Linked DNA regions of Bicyclus anynana: region 1 is linked to region 2. Evidence: chromatin contacts called from public Hi-C data. All regions are on one chromosome and are shown on one strand. The core of a region is the stretch at or near the end of the contact, and the rest is flanking DNA. Distances in the headings are between cores, read along the strand shown.

Evidence for each region. A called contact is a pair of places that touch in the nucleus more often than the background predicts.
Region 1: a Hi-C map of whole body shows a contact between it and region 2, with 2.4 times the contacts expected there. The contact joins the enhancer-like site here to the promoter of LOC112045511 in region 2. A contact is called at or near these places in 2 of 2 Hi-C or Micro-C datasets (whole body and whole larva).

Annotation. Positions count from the first base shown.
Region 1 is chrZ:2,326,295-2,331,894 of ilBicAnyn1.1, reverse strand. It overlaps LOC112045511 (alpha-mannosidase 2), which reads right to left. Exons shown (of 9, transcript XR_008252282.1): 5 at 3,298-3,390; 6 at 2,541-2,735; 7 at 647-758; 8 at 1-525. Among protein-coding and RNA genes, the nearest start is that of LOC112045502, 19 kb to the left of the region's middle. Within about 2 kb of position 1,769, at least 2 of the 8 cell types and tissues checked have open chromatin away from gene starts, as enhancers often do.
Region 2 is chrZ:2,242,952-2,247,975 of ilBicAnyn1.1, reverse strand. It overlaps LOC112045511 (alpha-mannosidase 2), which reads right to left and starts at 1,938. Exons shown (of 9, transcript XR_008252282.1): 1 at 1,763-1,938.

The sequences.
Region 1 (5,600 bases), core at 520-3,019, 84 kb before region 2:
AGGCGAACATCTTCATGTAGTTGGCGTACTGCGCGTCGAACTCGACGCCGTGCTCGTAGCGGAAGTCGTCGCCCAGCGGGACCAGCACCACGTTGTGCGGCGTGAGCGAGCCGATGCGCCGGTACTGCTCCACGAGCGCGCGCGCCTTGCCCGGCAAGTTGCGCTCGGTGATCTCCTCGTACTTGGCGGTGTACTCGGTGTACTCGCCGGGGATCTTGCGGAAGTCGAAGCCGACGCACACGGCGGGGTGCGGGCCGCACGTCGACTTGATCGAGTAGATGTCGAAGGGCATGTTGTGGACTATCATGGAGGGCTCTTCGTGCTCCCAGCCGGTGACCCAGTAGAACTCCTCGATCTGGCGCTGCGCGAGCCACTGCTTCCAGGCGTAGTGGATCCGCTGTATGATGGTGCCCTCCAGCCCGCTCTGCTCCAGAAGGTGCGGCACGGTGGGGCCGTGGCCGAACGGATCTATGGACCAGCCCGTCTTGGGGGCTACCCCCAGGTTAGTCATCACCCAGTTGTGGCCTGAAAGAAAAAATGTTGTAAATAAACAGAATATTTTTTTTTATTGAATGACATGTGAGCCCTTGAGTGCGATCACACCTAATGTTAAGGGACGAGGACAGGGGAGGTGTCGAGACGGTACCTTCAATGAACTGGTCGACGAGAGCGTAGATGTGAGTGCACGCCTCGTCCGGCATGACCCAGCCGCCGGCGGTGATCTCGAGCCGTCCATCAATGACAAGCTTCTTGAAGGACTGTAAAGGACAAACGTAAGATTTAAAAGTCATTCAAGTTATTCGTGACGTCATCTGGCAAATCTAAGATCAACATCACATTAGTAGATGACTTGCACGACTCTGTAGTCTGCGTTGAGCGATTCACTGCGAGTTTCTCGATATAGTTTCGTCAGAATAGGGGGCTAATTCTGAAAATAGCTTCAAAAATTAAATTAAAATAAAGAAGAGTAAAGCTTTCCGCTGGTTTTGACACAGAAGTAGATACGACTCTTAAAAGAAGGTTGCAGTTTATAATAATTATGTTAGCAAAATAAAATATTTTATATATTTTTATTAAAATTTAAAGACCATCCACGGATATCTAACAATGACCCTTATTTAATTTTAATTAGCAAAAGCACGTAAAATGAAAAGAAAGGAGATGTAGAGGCATTACATGGCACGGTTTGTTTGAGTGGCCGCGGTAGTATGCGGGTTAAGGTTGTTCGTCTTATTGTATTTTGTGTTTGTATTTATTAACTAGCGGACCTGGTCAAGCTTCGGTTTCACTTATATGCGCTTCTTTCTTACCTTTACCCTTCCCTACTCAACTATTAATTAAGTAACATTAAAAAAACATCTGGCTGGTAACAACTTTTAATAAACTCGTTACTAACGTTGATTAATGAATAGTTATACAACTTAACAGCCATAATGTCCTACAAATTGCGTGGTACATTATCTCGTTCCCGCTCAGAAATTTAAATTTCCTGGTAGCTCAGTTACCTACCAGAATCGAGAATTTACGTAAAAATAAGTTGATCGTCTCATCGAGATGTAGCTATGAAAAATTCACTTGATAGTAATCAGTTGTAAAAAATGTTCTACAGATACCGGACTATTACAGTTGGCGTAATAGTCCGATAATTACTAAAAGATGCAACAAGTTCTGCGTTGCACGCCATCTGCAACTCCGTTCAGATGTAGCGAAGCTCGAACCGTATCCTGTAAACGAACCACGTTTTAATTGAACAGACTCGTACCGAGACGCGGCCACTTGATTCGTTTCCGTTGTAACATTCATGCTACAGATGGCGCCTGCAGTGCTCGCTCGTCACTGTAGGGCGGGAGCGACAAAACTTTATTGCAAGCTTTATTCGATGCACTTTCTATCTTTACAAGTTTACTTCTGTATTGCAAGTTGTGTAAAGTCGTGAGGATACGTTCAACAACGAGTGATGAAACAAGACTTCCGCGGAATGGAGTAGGGATAATCGTTGTACTCATTTAAATATACTAATAAGGGACTCTTTTATATTAAATCGGGTTGGCGGGTAAGACTGATAATGTTAATTCATTAATATCAATATCTATCCGATCTGCAAAAGACGCTGCTGCAGTCCCATTAATATAGAATCAGATGAAAGCAACAACCCCATGGGGTTATATTACATTAAGGGATTCGCATAGATAGACTTGTCGAGCTACTTCTATCTCTCTTATCTATCTTTCGTAAAGTAGTGCGTGTTGCCAGTGATGAACTACGGATCCGAGACATGACAGGCAAAAGTACAAAAGTCACTGTCATAGCTGAGCTGAGCTGAAAAGGCAATATGTAGGGCACACAGTTTAAAGAGCCGATGGACGTTTGGGTCCCAAGGTGCTGGAATGCCGACCTTGAGAACATCAAGCGGGTTGCAGGAAGCCGCTGTATGCTGGCTGCTCGAGAACGTGGCGTTGGAAGCATTTGCAAGAGGCTTATGCCCAGCAGACGTTTCTGAGCTGTTAATAATGATAATGATGGTAGTAGGTATAGCTTACTTTGCGTTTGACCGGGTGCGCGCGCTCCCACCATGCGTGCAGGAAGGATATCTCCGACCAGATGAAGGTCATGTTGAGGTGCTGGTTCAACTTGTGCACGATATTGTTGATGATGTGGTTGGTCTTGGTCTCGAAGTACTGCTCGAACGTCTTGAGCCAGCCGGGGTCGTTGTGCGAGTGCGGCACCACGATCACCTGGAAGTCACACTTGTGTGAAGAGCCGAATACGAGGATCTGTCGTTTCTGATTTTGACGACCTCTCTGGCGCAGTTGGTAGTGATGTGGTTTTCAACAGCGAGGTCATGGGTTCGATATCCAGCTCGGGTCAGTTTAGGATTTTATATTTCCTAAATTAACTCAGGTCTGGTGGTAGGCGTCGGTCGTGGCTAGTTACCACCCCACCAGCATACACGTACCGCCATCCTCATTTAACAATTTCTGAGATCGCAGTCAACCCTGCTAACTGCACTAGGGGTAGGTAAAACAAGACTACGTGGAGTCAGTGTGCTCAGATGTTGAATTCTATAGAATTCTCATGGTAAATCCTACGGAAGTATATTGTGGTATCTCCTCAAAGACACGTGTCCATTCGGTCACACGAGGAGGAACCTTTAAGCACTCCCGATGGTCAGCGGGGGCCAGGAGCGATGCTCCGCACGCACGACTTCAAACCTGCGCAGTCCTTCCCCTCCCGTCGCCCGCATATCATAGAAGTGTCATCAATGAACTTGCCAAGTATAGCCAGTGTCAGTCTCACCTTGAGCTTCAGGCGTTGGCGATCCATCCGCAGCAGCTCGTAGCGATCCTCGAACTTTTTGTCCCAGAACTCTTTCGACCGCAACCAGCTGGGCTGTGAATAGGAAAACATTTATTTATTTACTTGCTGACTCCCGTGATTCGTCAACGTGCATTTCAGTTTTACAGAAATCCCGCGGAAAGTATAGATTTTTCCGGGATAAAAAGTAGTATTTGAGAAAATACCCTGAAATACACACAAACACTTAAATTTTATTTATATGTAGTATTGATGATGTACATATTGATTGATTACATTGCAATCGGGGATCACATCGAACATCGCGCTGTCATTAACTTCTCGACAGCAACGAAAACCCACTCAAACAATATTAAATGAAATTATAATGCATGGTGGAGGCGGCGGTGAAATGATAATTCTGGCACAATCATGCATCAAAAGTGGCGTGATCAATCTATACAAGACAGAGAATCAATTGAAGACAATTAGCGGTAGAAAATGTTGAAGAACATGATGCCTGTCTCAGTGTTAATCCCAGAACTACGAATTACAAGCATACAACAGATGATATTCGAAGATTAAATTAGTTTTTATGAATGACATAATTCGTTGAAATTTTTGACCAACAACACAAACGACAAAGTTACGGGTAGCCGTTAGTCACTCACAAAGCAAACAAAACTACACGAAATATCAAGTCGGACGCAAATAAGTATATGAATAAGTTTCAGTTAATACTGCTGGCTGTCAGTAGATGGCGCAGGCCGCATATTCACACACGCTAACGTGATTATTTCACAAATCCTTCTTAAACGCCAAATATTTTATTCTACAAGATGAGACAACATTTCTGTACAAACTTTTGAAGCCTTACAACGTTTTATAATAAAAACTAAGGCTAATAGACGAAGGTAATAACTTAACCCTTTAGAAGATGTGGATTAACCTTTTAGAAGACTCCCATATATATACCCATATCCGCGTATGGATATACGTACGTACATGGGAGTCGCCGAATCAGATTAAAATTTAAATTAGTATTGATGTATGACGTAATCCGTAGTGATTATTGTCCAAGAACAAAGGATTTAAATATATTATGGGGCATCATAACGATGGATGATGATGAATTTTGCTAAAACTAAAAATTACTTGACCTATTTGAATATTTGACCTGCGTCTAGGGAAGAAAATATATTATAAAAATAATGTGTGGTTATTGAAACCACGATACGATGCAAGTGAAATTATCATGTAAAATATAAGATTTTAATTTTCATATGCCGAGCGCCGATGATTTAACCCCTACTAATAATGCATACTGTAAGTGTAACCCGACATGCGAAAAATATGATGCGAAATTTCATTCTTATGTCACTGATATGTCGCAAAGCTGAAGTGGCAATAGGCATGGCACATAGTTTGTAGAGCCGATGGACGTTGGGGTCTCAAGGTGTTGGAATGGCGACCCCGCACCGAAGTGCAGAGCTGGTTCACGCATCCCTGGGTGGACGGAGGACATAGAGCGGAATGCAGGGACTGAGACCGTTGTGTTTGCAAGTCCATGCAAGAGGCCTATGTCCAGCCGTGGACGTCCAACGGTTGTTTATGATGATGATGATGATGATGATGATGATCATTAAAAATTTAACTTTAAAAATATTATTCATTGAGACTCTGAACATTTAAAACCTTCTGCCTTCCAAAGCCGCCGCGTTCCAAATTCCATAGTTACCTACCGTATCTTCTGAAGTTGGACTATATGGAATGACAAACTTTTCGCTTCTGAATCTTCTCATGAAGATAGGGCCAGCACGGGTTTAGACTCAGAGACCCCTAGATGGTTAGGACTAGGCGACATCCAGAACCCCTGAGTGCTAAACTCGTGCCGGCGAATTGGTGTCACACCGAAACACCGAAGCGTACCTCCAGAGTAGACTTGAGCTGATTCACAAAATATTGAGTGATTCGACAATAGCTGAAAAAAAAAAACCAAAAGTCCGTAAAGGAGATCGACCATTTCGTGCCCAGCACGTTACAGAACAAATAACGAAAAATTTTAAAAATAACCAAAATCATCAATTACAATTAGAATTCATAGTTGTTAATGATTTTTGAAATGTGTATTTTTTTTTTAAATCTATTTATTGTTGAAATAGTAACTTAATTATGTATTGTAGGAAATAGTAGTCTGAGATGGATATGACGTCGCTCGATCTCGTGTTGGCTCGTGCCGACGTTAGGTGGCGCGATATTTTTCCCCCACAAAGAGTAGGGAGTTAGAGAGGGGTAGCGATCGATTG
Region 2 (5,024 bases), core at 689-3,188:
GCAAGAAAATGATTCGGTATTATATGAGTAGAATATTTAGGGTATTAAAGGAGCGCGGCAGATGAATGTTAGAGAGGTACCTGGCGTGTTGTTGAGTACCTCCAAATATGGTGGATACGTTTAAGACAACCCATAAAAAAGAAGCTCACAAGAAGAAGAAATAATGAACTAGCATGTCAGATTATGGTAAGGTGCAATAGATAACTGTTAAAAAATAGGACAAGTGTGAGTTGAACTCCTGTGAAGTGGGTTGGTGGGTGAACTTTGTTATCTATATTTTTTTTTTATTTCTGATTTCTAAATATAATTTATTTAATTATTATTTTCCATCTTACCTCCTAAAAGTGACCCTAATTATAATTAGCCTACTCCAATCAATTTTTAAATGAATTGCCCCAGTAGATTTGGCAAAATTTATTGAGACACACAAACACATAAGTGGTTGTATAAGAGGTCAGTTATTGTACTCTGATGTTCAGAACCCTAAAAGTGCACTTTTCAAAATTATGGCGATTTGACCATAACCAAGGGAGTGGAAGGGTTACTGAGTTAAAAAAAATACCGACCGAATTGAGAACCTCCTCCTTTTTGAAGTAGATTTAAAATAACATCCTTCTATTTTTTTTGTCCGGAGCATTGAGTAATTTTAATTATTTTTTTCTTTAAAAGAATATTAAATATGACCAATATTTCTATCTCCCTCCAACTAGTCAGGAAAGACTATATTTTGGATTTGTAATATTAGAAGTGGGTACAACAATAGGTCAATGGGGCAGGGGTTAAACCACGGGTGATCCGTGATCGGTGATGAGTCTGCTTTACTGTTGAACTATTGAGGCTCTATGACATACTTGATACATCATGCCATACATCATGAGTTGAGCTATGACATACTGCCTTTATTACACTAGAAGGGTGTAGTTTTACCGGCTTCCCAAATCAGGACTGAGAATTTTTGAGTAAAAACTTTTTTGAATATTTGATTGCCATTGTTTTTTTTAAACCAGGATTTTGTGATCTGAAGCCAAATTGGCTAACCATGGGACCTACAGAATTTTTTATTAAGACCCCCACTTAATAGAACTATAGCAGTGGGACATATTACCTTTTTCTTTAGAAGTATTATGACATTTTTTATAGACTTTTAACATGTATAATATGGATAAAGAACTCTAATAGAGTCTTAGCTGGTGAAGTAGTTAAAAGCAAAATCATAAAATTGATTTTATGCAGAAAAAAAATACATAGTAAAATTATTTTACAAAATAAAAGTTATCAGTGAACGCACAGCAATAAAAATTAAAGAAAGAAATAATATTTAAAACATTCACACATAAAAATACATAAATACATTCTAAACTAAATTACGACAACCTCACGTGGTATTAACGCAAAAAAAATAATCACGACATTTTGAACAAAAACATACAGCACATACATTGATAAAAATAATAAATAAAAAGTAACAAGTTACATAGATGAATTTCAAAAAGTTGTAATGTATAGTTTAGAGCTAATTTGTCGAAACACGGCAATGTAAACATGATGATAAGAAGACATTCGCAACGGAAAAGTTATAATACCTAAACCACAGTTTGCGTGAATCATAGCTAAAAGTTTTTAATTTAACACACAGAAACAAAAGACATCGCTATTGACTAAAAAAACTACGCGCATCATACGTAAGTGGTTAACGTCTTCCTAAAGTTGTAAACATACAAATAATTACTGAAACTCGGCGTTAAAATCCATTTGTACTTACATTCATTACTCAGCTTTAATCCCACGAGCGGTGACCAGCATTATACGAGTAATCAAAGTCCCAAAACAATCATATAAATACACGTAAATGAAACTATTTGATCTAAAAGTATAACTCGCTCGCAATACAAGCGCATCCAGCCGCGGAACAATACCGATTGCCGATTGGGAGAATTCGTGAGCGAGCACGCTATCTCAAGACAGAGTGACAGACGCATAAATTGACAGTTGTCACATCCACTTCAATATCTACCAATTTCCACCAAGCTGTCATTAAAAACTCATTATTTTATTTTAACCAATATAATATTCGGTAATTGACACGTGTATCATATTTATTAGTATTAAAAATTAAGGTGTTGAAACTAAATTTCTATGTTTGTAAAATCAGAATTAAAGCTTGAATACTACGAAAATAGAAGGAGTACTGATTACTGGCAACATTTGAAAATTGAGCGCGATCCGAATGAGGAATAGTGTCTATTATATAGCGAATAAATATATTTTCAGAACACATGCAAGCATATTTATAATAATATATTCTATACTATTTTTTCTACAAATACATTAACTAATGCTTAATATTATATTAAAAATAATATAATTAGCAATACAATTATTATGTCTGACAGGCTGAAATGACAGAAGTGGTTTACAACAGAACCAACGTTCGGAGCGCGTTCCGAATGCAGCTTCTGAACTTCTGTATCAGTTTTCAGTTTAGTAATTCAGTATCATAATCTGTGGTTTCAATGTTTCATTTCATTTTCATGTTTTATGTTTTCGCATGGTAAGTTTTAGCATTTTCCGGTTATATTCGTAATGCTCACGATAATTTAATTTGCTAAATAAATATTATGTATTAAAATATTGAGCTAACTACGTTTATCCATTTTGTAGTGTTAAGAAAGTTAAAATACTTTCTACAACTATTCAAAACTAAACATCATATAAAAATATATGTCAATCTTTCACTTTTTAACTTTAACTGGAATTGTCGAAATGATGATGGAATGTTTTAATTATTGTATTTATATAAAATGATAATTATAGTTTCTCGTAATACAGATAAGTAATATTTTGTAAAATTTGCAATTGTATGCCCTTCAAGGCGAAAACATTGTACAATCTTTTACCTACTTTTGTCATTTTTACTGGACAAAATACTGACTGTTTGACAGCCAAACATGACACGAAAGACCAGTGTCCAGCTGACCCTCAACCATGTAAACTATCCTGCTCATGGACCCACCAAGAAAACTTCATGTGTCAGAAGTGTGGTGTCAGCCTCTGCATGGTAGGATGCTTCTAAGACTACTACAAACCTGACACATAGACTTAACACCAGATACCCATTTGATAACTTGGACTTGTGAACAAGTGACTTTGGCATAACTAATCCCTAACTAGGGGAGACTAATCCCTTCATTAGTTATTGAACATCAAACATTCAAACTTACAATTACTAACCATATTATACTTATATATAATAATAAAGTCATAAATAATTAGGAAAACATCCAACCACATTATAGTTATTGTTTCTAAAGAATAAATTTATTTATTTGTGTATTTTTAATTTTTTTGACATTTTATTCAATTTACTTGATGTATAAAAATAAGTCTGGTTTTCCTTCTTGACGCTATAACTCCAGAATGCACAAACCGATTTCCACTGTAGATTGCTAACTTAAATCACAAATAATAACATTTGTGGGAGATCAGGGAAACTAAAGACTTTTATTATACTTTAATATTTATTTATTAGATGTACTATGAGATCCTCAAATGCCTCTTAGACTTACAGGTAAAATATACAAAACGGTTGTAAGATGCTGTATGCATCAGAAAAAAGTGGGTGGTAAAAGGGATGGATAGTAGGATAGGTGTAGACATAGGATATGTATGCATGAGGTTGGACAAGAATGGATAAAATAGGGAATGGGAATGAAAATATAAGAGGAAGTATGAAAGTGGCAACTGTGACAGAAAAATTAAGGAGTAAAAGGTTATCTTGGTATGGACATGTATTAGGTATGAAGGTATGAGGTACCAGAAGAATGTTGAAATTGCAGGACGAAGGACAAGAAGAGATGGTTTGAGTGTGTAAGGCAGTGGATGATGAGTTGAGGGTAAAATAGGCGAATGGAGGAGATTGAGATTTATTGCCAACCCGACTGGTCGGATAAGGTAAAAGAGAAGATGATTTATTTAATATAGATATATTTGTATTATATAGTATCTGGATGTACAAAAGGCCTATATCCAGCTATGGATTGATATGATATTATAGGAACAATTAGATTTGTTTATACACCAACTACACATAAGTAGGTTACAGGCACAGAGTAACCAGAGTGAAACTTTACAAGCAACATACTGAAGCCAGTGAAACCTATTAATAAAACAAAACGAACGTCACGCGTCTCCTTGACAATCACTTATACAAACTTTTTTCATAATTTTGAAAGTTAGTATGAAAATTCCTTCATTTTTAGAGTTACAGCTTTTAAAATTTGTTCATAAATCAAAAATAAGAAATATAATGTTATTCAAAATTTTTTTTAAATGCAACCATTAAAGTGGTGCAATAGGGCTTGAAAGTTTACATTGATTTCCACGCGGACGAAGTCGCGAACGTCCGCTGGTTACCAATAAAAATATACTCATTACATCTTATTTCCTTATTTTTAACCGTCTTCAAAAAAAGGAGGAGGACTTCAATTTTAGTCTTATGTTTTTTTGTTGTATAATTTACTTTACTTTTTTTTGTTTGCAAGGGTATATTCCCGAGGTGGTCCCATTTTTTTCATGTCAGGGTCTGATGATGGGATCATGGAGAAATCGAGGGGAACTTTCAAAAATCGTAAGGGCGACTATAGCGTGTCTTAATATTTTCATTATGCATTTTAAATCACTGCAATTTGATGAAGGTCTGGAGTCGATCTGATGATGAAGACAAATGACTGGTAATGGAACTTCTCAATTGGGCTTGATTATTTGGTATTGATGAGGACTTTCCACGTAGCTGTGATGTGACTGTCATTGAGGGTCTGATGATGAAGACAAAGGACAGGTAATGGGCTCAATCAATTTATATTTACAAGGACTTAGGTGGGATGTGACTGTCATTAGGAATCTATTGATGAAAACAAGTAACAGTTAATGGAACTTGTCTTGTAATGAATCTTGTGATTGCGCTTAATTGATTTGTGTTGATGAGAACTTTCCACCTAGATGTAACTGTAGTGTAGTCAGTCTAG